2 separate regions of the Mus musculus genome follow, and region 1 is linked to region 2. Evidence: chromatin contacts called from public HiChIP or PLAC-seq data. All regions are on one chromosome and are shown on one strand. The core of a region is the stretch at or near the end of the contact, and the rest is flanking DNA. Distances in the headings are between cores, read along the strand shown. Region 1 has its middle 120 kb from the start of Gm32833. Region 2 has its middle 32 kb from the start of Gm40925.

Evidence for each region. HiChIP or PLAC-seq counts read pairs in DNA pulled down with a chosen protein or histone mark.
Region 1: an H3K27ac HiChIP or PLAC-seq map of heart atrium shows a contact between it and region 2, with 10 times the contacts expected there. The contact joins two enhancer-like sites. A contact is called at or near these places in 1 of 484 Hi-C or Micro-C datasets (bone marrow-derived macrophages), 1 of 115 datasets of contacts at active chromatin or transcription factors (heart atrium) and 1 of 9 other capture datasets (embryonic stem cells).

What each region holds. Positions count from the first base shown.
Region 1 is chr13:42,523,884-42,528,969 of GRCm38.p6, reverse strand. No RefSeq gene overlaps it. Among named protein-coding and RNA genes, the nearest start is that of Gm32833, 120 kb to the right of the region's middle. Within about 2 kb of position 1,794, at least 35 of the 459 cell types and tissues checked have an H3K27ac peak or open chromatin away from gene starts, as enhancers often do. A contact at or near this core is called in heart atrium, where this site is marked.
Region 2 is chr13:41,706,634-41,711,961 of GRCm38.p6, reverse strand. No RefSeq gene overlaps it. Among named protein-coding and RNA genes, the nearest start is that of Gm40925, 32 kb to the right of the region's middle. Within about 2 kb of position 2,706, at least 21 of the 459 cell types and tissues checked have an H3K27ac peak or open chromatin away from gene starts, as enhancers often do. A contact at or near this core is called in heart atrium, where this site is marked.

The DNA of each region.
Region 1 (5,086 bases), core at 545-3,044, 820 kb before region 2:
TCAGAGGTTTAGTCCATCATCATCACAGAGGGAAACATGGCAGTATGCAGGCAGATATGATGCTGGAGGAGCTTAGAGTTCTATATCTTGATCTTCAGGCACGAGAAGGAGATTGTGTGCAAAACTGGGTATAGCCTGACCATAGGAGACCTTAAAGCCCACCCCATAGTGAGACACTTCCTCCAACAAGGCCACACCTACTCCAACAAGGCCACACCTCCTAATAGTGCAACTCCTTATGGCCAATTATCCAACCCATGAATCTATGGGGGTCATATCCATTCAAACCACCGCAGACAGGTTCTTTGTCACCAGTGTTGAATGTCAAATTCTCCTAGTTGCTGTGATATTAAGCAATTCCTGTCCAACCTCTTCGTTCTACTTTGATCCAGATAAAGGCTTCAGCCTGCATGTGGAGATCTCATATAGTAATTTCTTTGAAAGAAAAAGTTGTATGAGTTTTAGTTCTTGTTTCATTATCACAGCCAGTAATCAAAGCCATCATATTGAGGGATCATGACTTGAAATGGAACCACTGAAGTTAAGATATGATTTGGTAAAGTGAAACTATTCTTTGACCTCTTTACACAAGGGTCTATCAGGGTAAAAACAGGACAAATGAATTTTCACTTCCTCTTTACTTCTAGAAAGAGTGCAGATTGATTGAACTACACGTCACCTAGAAACTGTGTCCTTAAAACTAGTTCTCACAGAACAGGACCGAACAGAAATGACACATTTCTGTACCCAGCTTAACCCTAAATATCATAGAAGCCCCAGAAAGAATTTTTCTTAACAAACGAAGGCAACCCAACTTGCTTTCATTCTCTGCAAAATTGACCTTCGAGTTTCAGCATTGGGAATCTACATCATCAGAGTAAATGACTGATATTCTTGAACTTACAGACGATATGGTGACTTATAAACAAGATGAAATGCCTAAAAATGCCACGAAAGGAAACGCTATTTTAAATTCCTTGTCATGAAGGAGAAAGTCGAAGAGCAGAGAGGTTAAGCATCCTATCAGTTTCAGGATCCTTCTGAGTTATCCCATGCTAGCATCACAGATGCTAGGTAGGGTCAACCACACTTTCCTGATTCCCTCAGTCCTGACAGACTGTGCTAACAGCATCAGATGGTTTTATCCCAGGAATTAGCCAGCACATGGTGAACAGCAGAGGTTGCACCAACTTTCAATGAATGCTGGCAAGAATAAATACCATCAACGATATTAGGCAGAATGAACAGCTGGCTAAGATTTATAGTATTTATAGTAAAGTGGAGTCTATGCTGGAAGGGGACTCAGGGGCAGACCCTGCATTTTACTTCACTTGTACTTAGCAGCACTTGATCCTTCCAATGGCATAGCTACGTTATGAAAGAATAAAACACATGAAGCCAGTAAGATGGCAGAGAGGACGCAGGAATAGAGGCCAAGAGAGATGTGGGGGCTGGGGGTGGGCTCATTACACATTTTTGTGTTATGTATTCCTCCTTACGTCACTGTTTTCATGCTCCTTCCCCTTCTAAGGACAAGAGAATAGAGTCTGGAGCATCTAATTTCTGCTGTGAGTTAACAAGATGGGTGGTAAATCCACAGGGCAGAGGTCATGTCTACACTCCATAAGCCTTTCAGAAATATTTACTTTAGAGGTAGGGGCTGATGCGTGTGTTCATAAAGCCAATCCACCAGAGAAAAGAATCCAGATTCCGTAGACGCCTACTGGCTGTCCCTTGAGTTCAGGTTAAATAGTCCACTGTTCCGCCTAGAACAGAAGCTTCCTGGAAACAAGACAGCCCTGCAATGACCCTGAGTCGGGGTTGTCTTGGAGACTGTTGCCATGTATTGCAATCAGCCAAGGGGCTGCGTGCCTGCTACTGGTGACCTGGCCAAAGGGAAGGGCAAGGTCGGGAGACCTGGGAAGGACCAGTTTCTGTGCAGTGTGTTGATTCGGGCAAATGAGCTTGTATGTTACAGTTCCTTTTTTTTTTTTTTTTTTTTTTTGATGCTTCCATTAGAAAAAAAAAATTCCTCCTTTCTAAATTGACACTCAGTCAAGGCTGTTCAAGATTTGTCTGTGCTTAGTGGGAGAGGTAGAAATGAGTAGAAACAGATTCGGCTCTATCAGTGAGAGAGGCATTAGGAACACTTATATGTCTACATCAGACCCTGGCTGGCCTGCTTTTGATGCCATGTCAGGATACAGACCCTCCGTGCTGTTCCCCTCTATGCCTTTCCAGGAGACTGAATCTCAAGGTTGAAGATGATACCCCTGGACCTACAAAAAAATCAATGCTTCTATTTAAGTGAGACTTGGAAATTCCAGCCCATCTGCTGTGGTCTGGGTCTTTGGGTGACTGCGATTTAATTCTATGGATCAGAGAACTTGCTATTTACCAGGTAGCAGACTTTTATTTATTTATTTATTTTCCTGCAAGAGAAGCATTTGCCAGCCTTGCAGTCGTTTCAGATATGACCTCTGAAAGGGACATTCCTTCATTCTTCTCCCTCTACAGGCATAAACATTCCCTGTTTTAAACTCAAGACATACAATGTTATCTGCTCTTGCTGTCTTATGTAACTTTTTAAGAATGCCGAAAGACTTTCCGGCCTCTGTGGGTTTGGGAATGGGAGAGAGAGAGAAGAGAAAGGGGAGTGGGGGAGGGGGGAAAGAGGGAGTTCAGAGGGCAGAAAAAACTCAAGTTCTTTCCATATATCACTGCATTTTGGCTGTTTGTGACATGAAGTTATTGCAATTAAGATACAGGCCGGATGTGTGGGCTTAACAGCCTCAGCTGATATCACAAGCATTTATTGATAATGAAAACTTGAAGGAAGAGATGTGGAAAACTGTCTTAGCGGTTTCCTAGGAAGGGGATAAACTGTATGGATAGAGAGAAGAAATTCCCCAAGCTTATCTAGGAGGAGAGAAAACTGTTTATTTTGCTGCAAAGGGAATGTTTCTGTCAAGTTTGAACTGTCAGTCTTCCAGCTTAGAGTTTTACATTGTTCAGTTTCTCCCTGCCCCCACCCCTACCCCCTGCCCCCCCCACACACACACACACTGTCACGCTTTAACGAACAGCTTTGGGGTAGTTAAGGGACCTGGCAAACAGCTCCTATCATCAGAGTAAGGAGTAAAACTATGAGTCCAAAATTCAGAAATCTGTGACTACAGATGCCCTGTAACTCAATTAAATGTGAGTTGTCAATGAGAGTAGGTGAATAATTCTCACGTCAAAAGCAGTAAATAGATTTCATTTCAGAATCTCTCTCTCTCTCTCTCTCTCTCTCTCTCTCTGTGTGTGTGTGTGTGTGTGTGTATGTGTGTGTGTGTATGTGAGTGTGTGTGTGCGCATTAAGAAGCTGAATATGGGTATCCAATGTCTTCCTCAATTGCTTTTTAATTAATTAATTAATGTAGACAGAGCCTCTCATTGAGTTTAGAGATTGCTTTGGCTGGGCTAATCTGGTTGGGCAGTGAATTCCAGGGACCCTCCTGTCTCTGCCTCACGAGTGTACCTGTCATAGGATTTACCCATTTAACCTCCCGTGATGGTGGCTTATTTCTAGATGAAATTATGAAGAGAGCCCAGTGCACTTCAGGAGGGTATTCAGGGACACAAAGGCTTCAGACAGAATCCACACTGTGCTCCTCGGCACAGCCTAAACACTTTCGCTGTCGTCAGGAAGGCGAATGAATAGTTCTCCCACTGGAACTAATTCCTGCTACAGGTGAAAGTCACGGAAAGGAGGGCGGAAAGTATTAAATGTTATTAATTTTTGTTGTAGAGTTGTCTTCTTTATATAAGAAAAGTTCCCTGGTACTATTCCATTAGGAGTGTGTAAGAGGAGATCCGTGTCTTGCTTCTGCTCAGCCACAGGAATTCGCCGGGACCTCTGGTCTTCATCTTGCTTGTTGTGAAAGAAGAAGACATAATATTTCAAGGCAAGAAATGTGATCTCCAGAGCATCACATATAAGGAAATCCAATCTAGGCAAAAACCCATCATTTCCTCTTAGTAGGAGATCCCAGTTGCCCCTGGGACTGGAGTTCATAGGAGATTCATTTTTCCCTCCCTTGCCTGCTAGAATGCTGACCACAGAAATCCTGCATGGCTGCCTTCTCCAGCGTTTCCAGCTTTCCTCATAGAGAGGCATCATTGATAAGATTTAGGAATTTTCTTTTCAAAACTAGCAGCCTTCACTGTAAAATGTGTTATAGGATTCTGGGTCTTCAAAGAGAGAGAGAGAGAGAGAGAGAGAGAGAGAGAGAGAGAGAGAGAGAGAGAGAGAGAACAATATGGATGTCCTAATCCTGAAAGCCCTAATTGCCCCAGAGAGACTCCTGGCTTCATGAAAGAAAGAGGCAGAATATGAGCATGCAGATGTGATTGCCAAAAAACAATGCACCATAAGTAGGCAAAAGACTAATGTAAAACATTTCGACATACTGGATAAAATTTTGATTTATTAGCCAATCATGAAACTTCAAGACATTTAACAGCATCCTTTACTCTTTCTAGGCAGTGTTTGGGTATTGAGCCTGGAATCTTGTGTAGGATAAGGCAATCTCTGCACCACTAAACTACATCTTCAGCCCTTAATAAAGTCACTCCTAGATCATTTGTGATTTGAGAAGACCAGAAAGAGGAAGTCATGAGCCACTGGTTTTGGTTTTCTTCACATAAAGTATGTCAAGAGAAAGAAATTAAGATTTTACTTCAAAAGACACATGCAAAGATTCACATAATCTAAAAGTACGTGGGAGTTAGATCTCAGTTTCAAAAATGGTTCGCATTGGTCTTAGATCCCAGTCTCTAGGCACCAAGCATGTCTGCAGGATTCTGCTGACCGTCCCACATAGCAGCCAAAACTGAAAATATGTTGTTCAATGCTCCTCCAAGAGGTGAGCTTTCTGGTGCTGATAGTTTCCTTTGCCTAATTGCCTCTTTAATTCCCTTTCCCAAGTTGGAAGCTTAACTGGTTGGGATCTTGTCCTGACGTTGCCACTCCTATTATTCCATTTAGTATCAGGTAAAATGTTCTTTAAACATCTAATCTCCATGAGCACTGGTCTTATTT
Region 2 (5,328 bases), core at 1,457-3,956:
GTTATCAGGACTCAGTGTTGGGAGCTTGCTGTACATTAACGGCATTTCCTAGTCTCTTGACTAGGTGTACACAAACAAACTGCAACTATGGGAGGGGAGAGGGATAATGTAAACCCTTGGACTGAGATGAGAAAGCCAAGGACTAGGGGAACACGGGATACACTGAGACCCTCAAGGGAGATGCTCAAAGTTGAAGGAACCTCTCCTAAGCATCTTGCTGTAAGTTCACCACCAGCTGGGGACCAAGCACTTACCACTTGTCCTAGATTCCTTCCTGTTGCTATGATGAACACCCAACAAAAGCAACTTTAGAGGAGAAAGGTTTTATTTGTTTCTTTAGTTACAGGTTAGAGGCCACTGCTGAGGGGAAGTCACGGCAGGAACTTGAAGTAGTTTGTCACGTCCACAGTCAAGAACAGAGAGAATGAATTCCTGCATGTCTACTCACAGCTAGTACTCCTGACACTTGGGCAGTTTAGGGTGCCCTGCCTAGGAATGGTGTCGCTCACAGTGGGCTGTGCCTTCCCACATTCACTGACATAATCAAGACCAGCCCTTACAGACATACCCACAGGCTAACTTAGTATAAACAATCCTTTCTTGAGACCCTTCTCCCTGGTGATACTATATTGTGTCAAGTTGATAATTAAACTGATTAAGGTAAATCATCACACCAACTGTACTCATGGGATGTGTTTCATTTCAAAGTTAACAGTATTCGTTACACAGCAAGGCTTAGGACAGAAGTCTTAGATTCTGGATACTTTAAAGATTATAAACTATTTGCAGGTATTTAGCTACTGTATTGGGCGACTAGGGTCCAAGTCTAAGTGTATAATCCATTGTCTTGGATGTACCTCATGCACCATACACTGACAATACAATGCCTTAAATAATTTTATGCAAAGAACAACATGGAACCCTATATATGTGGTGTTGTATTGGTGATTGGGAAGTGTTTTGATTTCCTATCTCTGCTTCTCAAATGCAGGATGCACAATTTACAGTGGCCAGAAGGGATTATTTCTAAATGTTGGTCAATTCACAGGTCCACATCTCCTTAATGAAGGAGAAAAGAAAGGGCATAAGGCTTTATATATATTTTTAAAGATATGTGTTATGATCTTTCACAGTGGCTGTCCCTAAAGGTACTTGTGTCCATTTACGTAAGTCAATGCCTTGGGGACAGTAAAATACTCGAACATTTTTTGGAAATATTTTTGCGCTAGCTCCAAGCTAACAGTATCACAAACTATACAAAAGCAGCCAGCAGAGGTCAATTGTGTGTGTGTGTGTGTGTGTGTGTGTACATTTGCCTTATAAATGCAAGAATCATGATTTTCCACTTACATAGCAGAGTCCACTCTCTCCCCCAATATTCTATCCCTCCCAGCGTCTGTTGCCTCCTATCCTTCCTTCCATCTTCAGGTCTTAGAACTTTTTAGTCTCTGGTCTGAATATTCTCCTTATTCCTTTAACCTACGCATTCCTCCTCAGTCTTCAAATTCAGCTTAAGGGTCCCTGACTCAGGACCACTGGCCACTCCTATCAGTCTGTAAACCTAGACTAGGTTCAACAACAGCCCAGGACTGTGTTCCTTCCTACCCGGGCTTGTTTCTGTAGGTTTCTGTGGGGACTTGATGAGAAAGGAGTTGGTTCTTTTCCTAGACTTGAGACTTCTGTAAGCACAGCACTGGGCATAGTGGGCACAAAGCAAGCAGTCATTGAAAGAACGAATGAACCTTTTTACTATATTTTAAAAGTCTTATAAGGATCAGAACTTGACGTAAATCGGCCAGGATGTGTCAGGATAGTTAGCATCCCAGCATTCTCTTCTGGTGGCCCTGAACAGCGGCAATGAAAAGGAATAGCGGTCGCCTCGGGCATCTCAAAGCAAGAGTGTGCTACTCCAGAAAAGCGCTCCATCAGTTAGGTAGCCCAGAAGTACTCTGTTTTCCAAACAGCAAAACCTTAGCCACATGGTAAAAGCTGGGTCCAGCCCCTCAGCACCAGGCTGCAGGCCGAGAAAGGCTGATAGAAGTTTGTGGGCCGAGAAATTGGATTGTCATTAGGATGCGAAACTCAATAGAGTTTTCTTTCCAGTCCTTAATCTCATCTGGACTTTCCTTTTAACAAACTTGGTGGAAATAATTCACCCCGCGCTTCCACCATCTACTGCCAAGAGCCCCCTCTTAAGAAAGGCTCCTGCGTGAAGCGTTGTGGTGAATGCCCTCTGCTGTGCTCACTTAATAGGCTTCTTTTGCTAGAAGGGACTGCTGATTAGGCGTTCTTTTCAAGCGCACGGTTTTCCTAATAAAAACGTTTGCTGCCACCTGCTGGCCGAACGTACACCAACGTGTTAGCGTCGTCCCATAAAACCCCAATACAGGTCGTTTGCCAAAATAGGCATCATCTAGAGGATTTACATTATTGAAAAAAATGAAAAAAAAATGTTGAAAAAGTTGTCACCTCTGCTCTTGCAATTTGGAGAGCATTTATTTCCCTAAACAGACAGCTTCCTTTAATTGACTTCAAGGGGAATACAAGGTTCAGTTTTTTGAGCTAAAAGAAAGACAGGGGTTGTAAACAATTAATTTCACAAAATAGAAGTGGAACGAGTTGTCCAGACATGTTCTAGGTCCTTCCATCTCTTACATAAGATTCCGAGAAAGTCTGCGGCCATTCCTCATGCGTCTGGCCGGCAGTGAGTGCACACTAATGTAGAACAGCCATGCATTCCTCGTCCTTGACTAAAACCCAAATAGTCCCAGGTTGGTCTGTCTGAAGATTCCGCCAGCCAACTGAATCACACTTCTTTTTTTTTTCTTTTCCCCTTTATGTATTTATTTATTTTCTTCTGGATTTTTTTTTCATTGTTAGCCTTTTTCTATTCATAAACCGTAGGTATTTTATTTTTATTTTTTTCTTGGATATTTTTCTTTATTTACATTTCAAATGTTTTCCCCTTTCCAGGTGTCCCCTTTGGAAACCCCCTAATTCATCTCTCCCTCCCCACCTCTATGAGGGTGCTCCCCCAACCCACCCACTCCCATCCTCCTGCCCTGGCATTTCCCTACACTGGGGCATCGAACACCCTCAGGCTCGAGGGCCTCTCCTCCCACTAATGTCCAATAAAGCCATCTTCTGCCACATATGTGGCCAGCGCCATGGGTTGCTCTATGTGTATTCTTTGGTTGGTGGTCCAGTCCCCGGGAGCTCCGGGGGTGGGGGGTGCGTCTAGCCTGCTGACACTGTTGCTCCCTCCATTGGGCGGCAAAGCCCCTCAGCTCCTTCAGTCCCTTCTCCAACTCCTCCATAGGGGACCACCGAGCTTAGTCCAATGGTTGGCTGCGGACATCCACCTCTGAATTTGTTCGGACTCTGGCAGAGCCTCTCAGGAGACAGCCATATCAGGCTTCCATCAGCAAGCACTTCCCGGCCTCCACAATAGCGTCCAGCTTTGATGACTGTATATGGGATGGATCCCCAGGTGGGGCAGTCTCTGGATGGCCTTTCCTTCAGTCTCTGCTCCAGACTTTGTCTCCATATTTCCTCCTGTATTTTGTTCACCCTACCAAAAAGCGCTGAAGCCTCTACATTTTGGTCTTCCTTCTTCTTAGGCTTCATATGGTCTGTGAATTGAATCTTGGGTATTCTGAACTTTTGGGTTAATATCCACTTATCGGTGAGTACATACCATGTGTGTTCCTTTGTGACAGAGTCACCTCTTCTTAACCCCCCACTCCCGAGTGTGAGGAAAGCAGGATGGATGATGTCTGACATCCTCACAGGCCTCGCATGCTAGGGCTCAGGTTCCCACTGACTGCTTGAACCAGCACAAATTCCTCGTCAGAGACATTCATGCCCTTATCTATGATATCTCTAAAGTCAGCAGTGTGCACGATAATCTCCACATAAGTAGGCCTGTGCAGAGCAGAGGGCAAAGCCAGTGTTTATGGAATGTGTCAGTCTGTGCAAAGGCAAGGTCTGTCTGCCTCACACTCTAGAGAGGAACTGATAGTATAGGTATGCTTGAGGGCACCCGCACCCTTTAGTGCCCACAGGAAACGTGGCTCTCTATCTATCAGACAGTGCAGAAAAACACCCAAGAGGTACCGTGATATGCCTAACTCTGCTGGGTTCATCGCCAGAATTCGGGTCAGCCTGAAGAGCCCACGGGTGATTCCATTTAAGAGCCTCCTTTTACTGGGGAACGAATAGAGACCTGAAGGCCTATGTGACATCATGGGGAGAGCATTTAAGTTAGGGCCTAATGGGGAGGGAGGAGATTATTTGTCCTCAGCTTCTCCTTCTCCAGGTGATACAAAACTGCCCGGTGATGGGGGAGGCAGGCAGTAATGGATATAATACACATAATTGAGTGTCTTCCCCCCATCTCCACTTCAAGGAAATAAAGCCCTTAACGTGAAAGGGAGGTGGTAAGCCGACAGCAGGGAAGTGTCACTACAGCCAATGCTGACATCTGTGTTGTGGCACATGCATGTGTCAGCTTCAGGGCCCCAACACTCTTCAGTACAAGGTGTGTGGACTGCAGGGACAGTGCCCACCTGCATGGAGTTACACACACAGTCCTCTCCAGATTGCAATTGCTCACTCCACCTGACAACTGACAAGCCCCTGGTACCTCCCTTTATTGATCAAATATATGCTGGAACTGGGTGGAGTGTAAAGATACCCTGGGCTTGTTTTAGAGGTATAGGGGTGTGTGTGTGTGTGTGTGTGTGTGTGTGTGTGTGTGTGTGTGTGTGTGAAGACGACATGCAGCATGTGAGTGAACTTTTAGGTGAAACTTCCATTTACCATCCCACACCTATGTGTACTTGGGCGTGCATGGGATTAAAAACAGGTGCATCTGGGTAAAGGATATGCAAAACTAACAAAGGCTTGCCTAACTCAAGCCTGTCCGTCAGGGGCATATAACCACCCTCACCACACCCTGGCAGTCTTCCGTCTGCACCTATACAAGCAAAATGAAAGCTTGGGAAGTAACCTAGGAGTCTTGGTGAAACCACATTCAGGGACACTGCTTCTTTGCTTCTGAATAAAACCTCTTGCTGCTTTGGTATCTGTGTACACTCCTATAGTTCTTAGTACAAGATTACAAGAACCAAGGAAAACTTAATCTAGGCAGCGACCATATGTGTGTGTGTGTGTGTGTGTGTGTGTGTGTGTGTGTGTGTGTGTGTGTGTGTGCATGTGTGTATGTGTGTGTGTGTATGTGTGTGTGTATGTATGTTTGTATGTATATGGGTGTGGGCTTTAAGACCCTCAACCTAGCTTCCTGGAAACCACTTGCTCCTGTTTGCC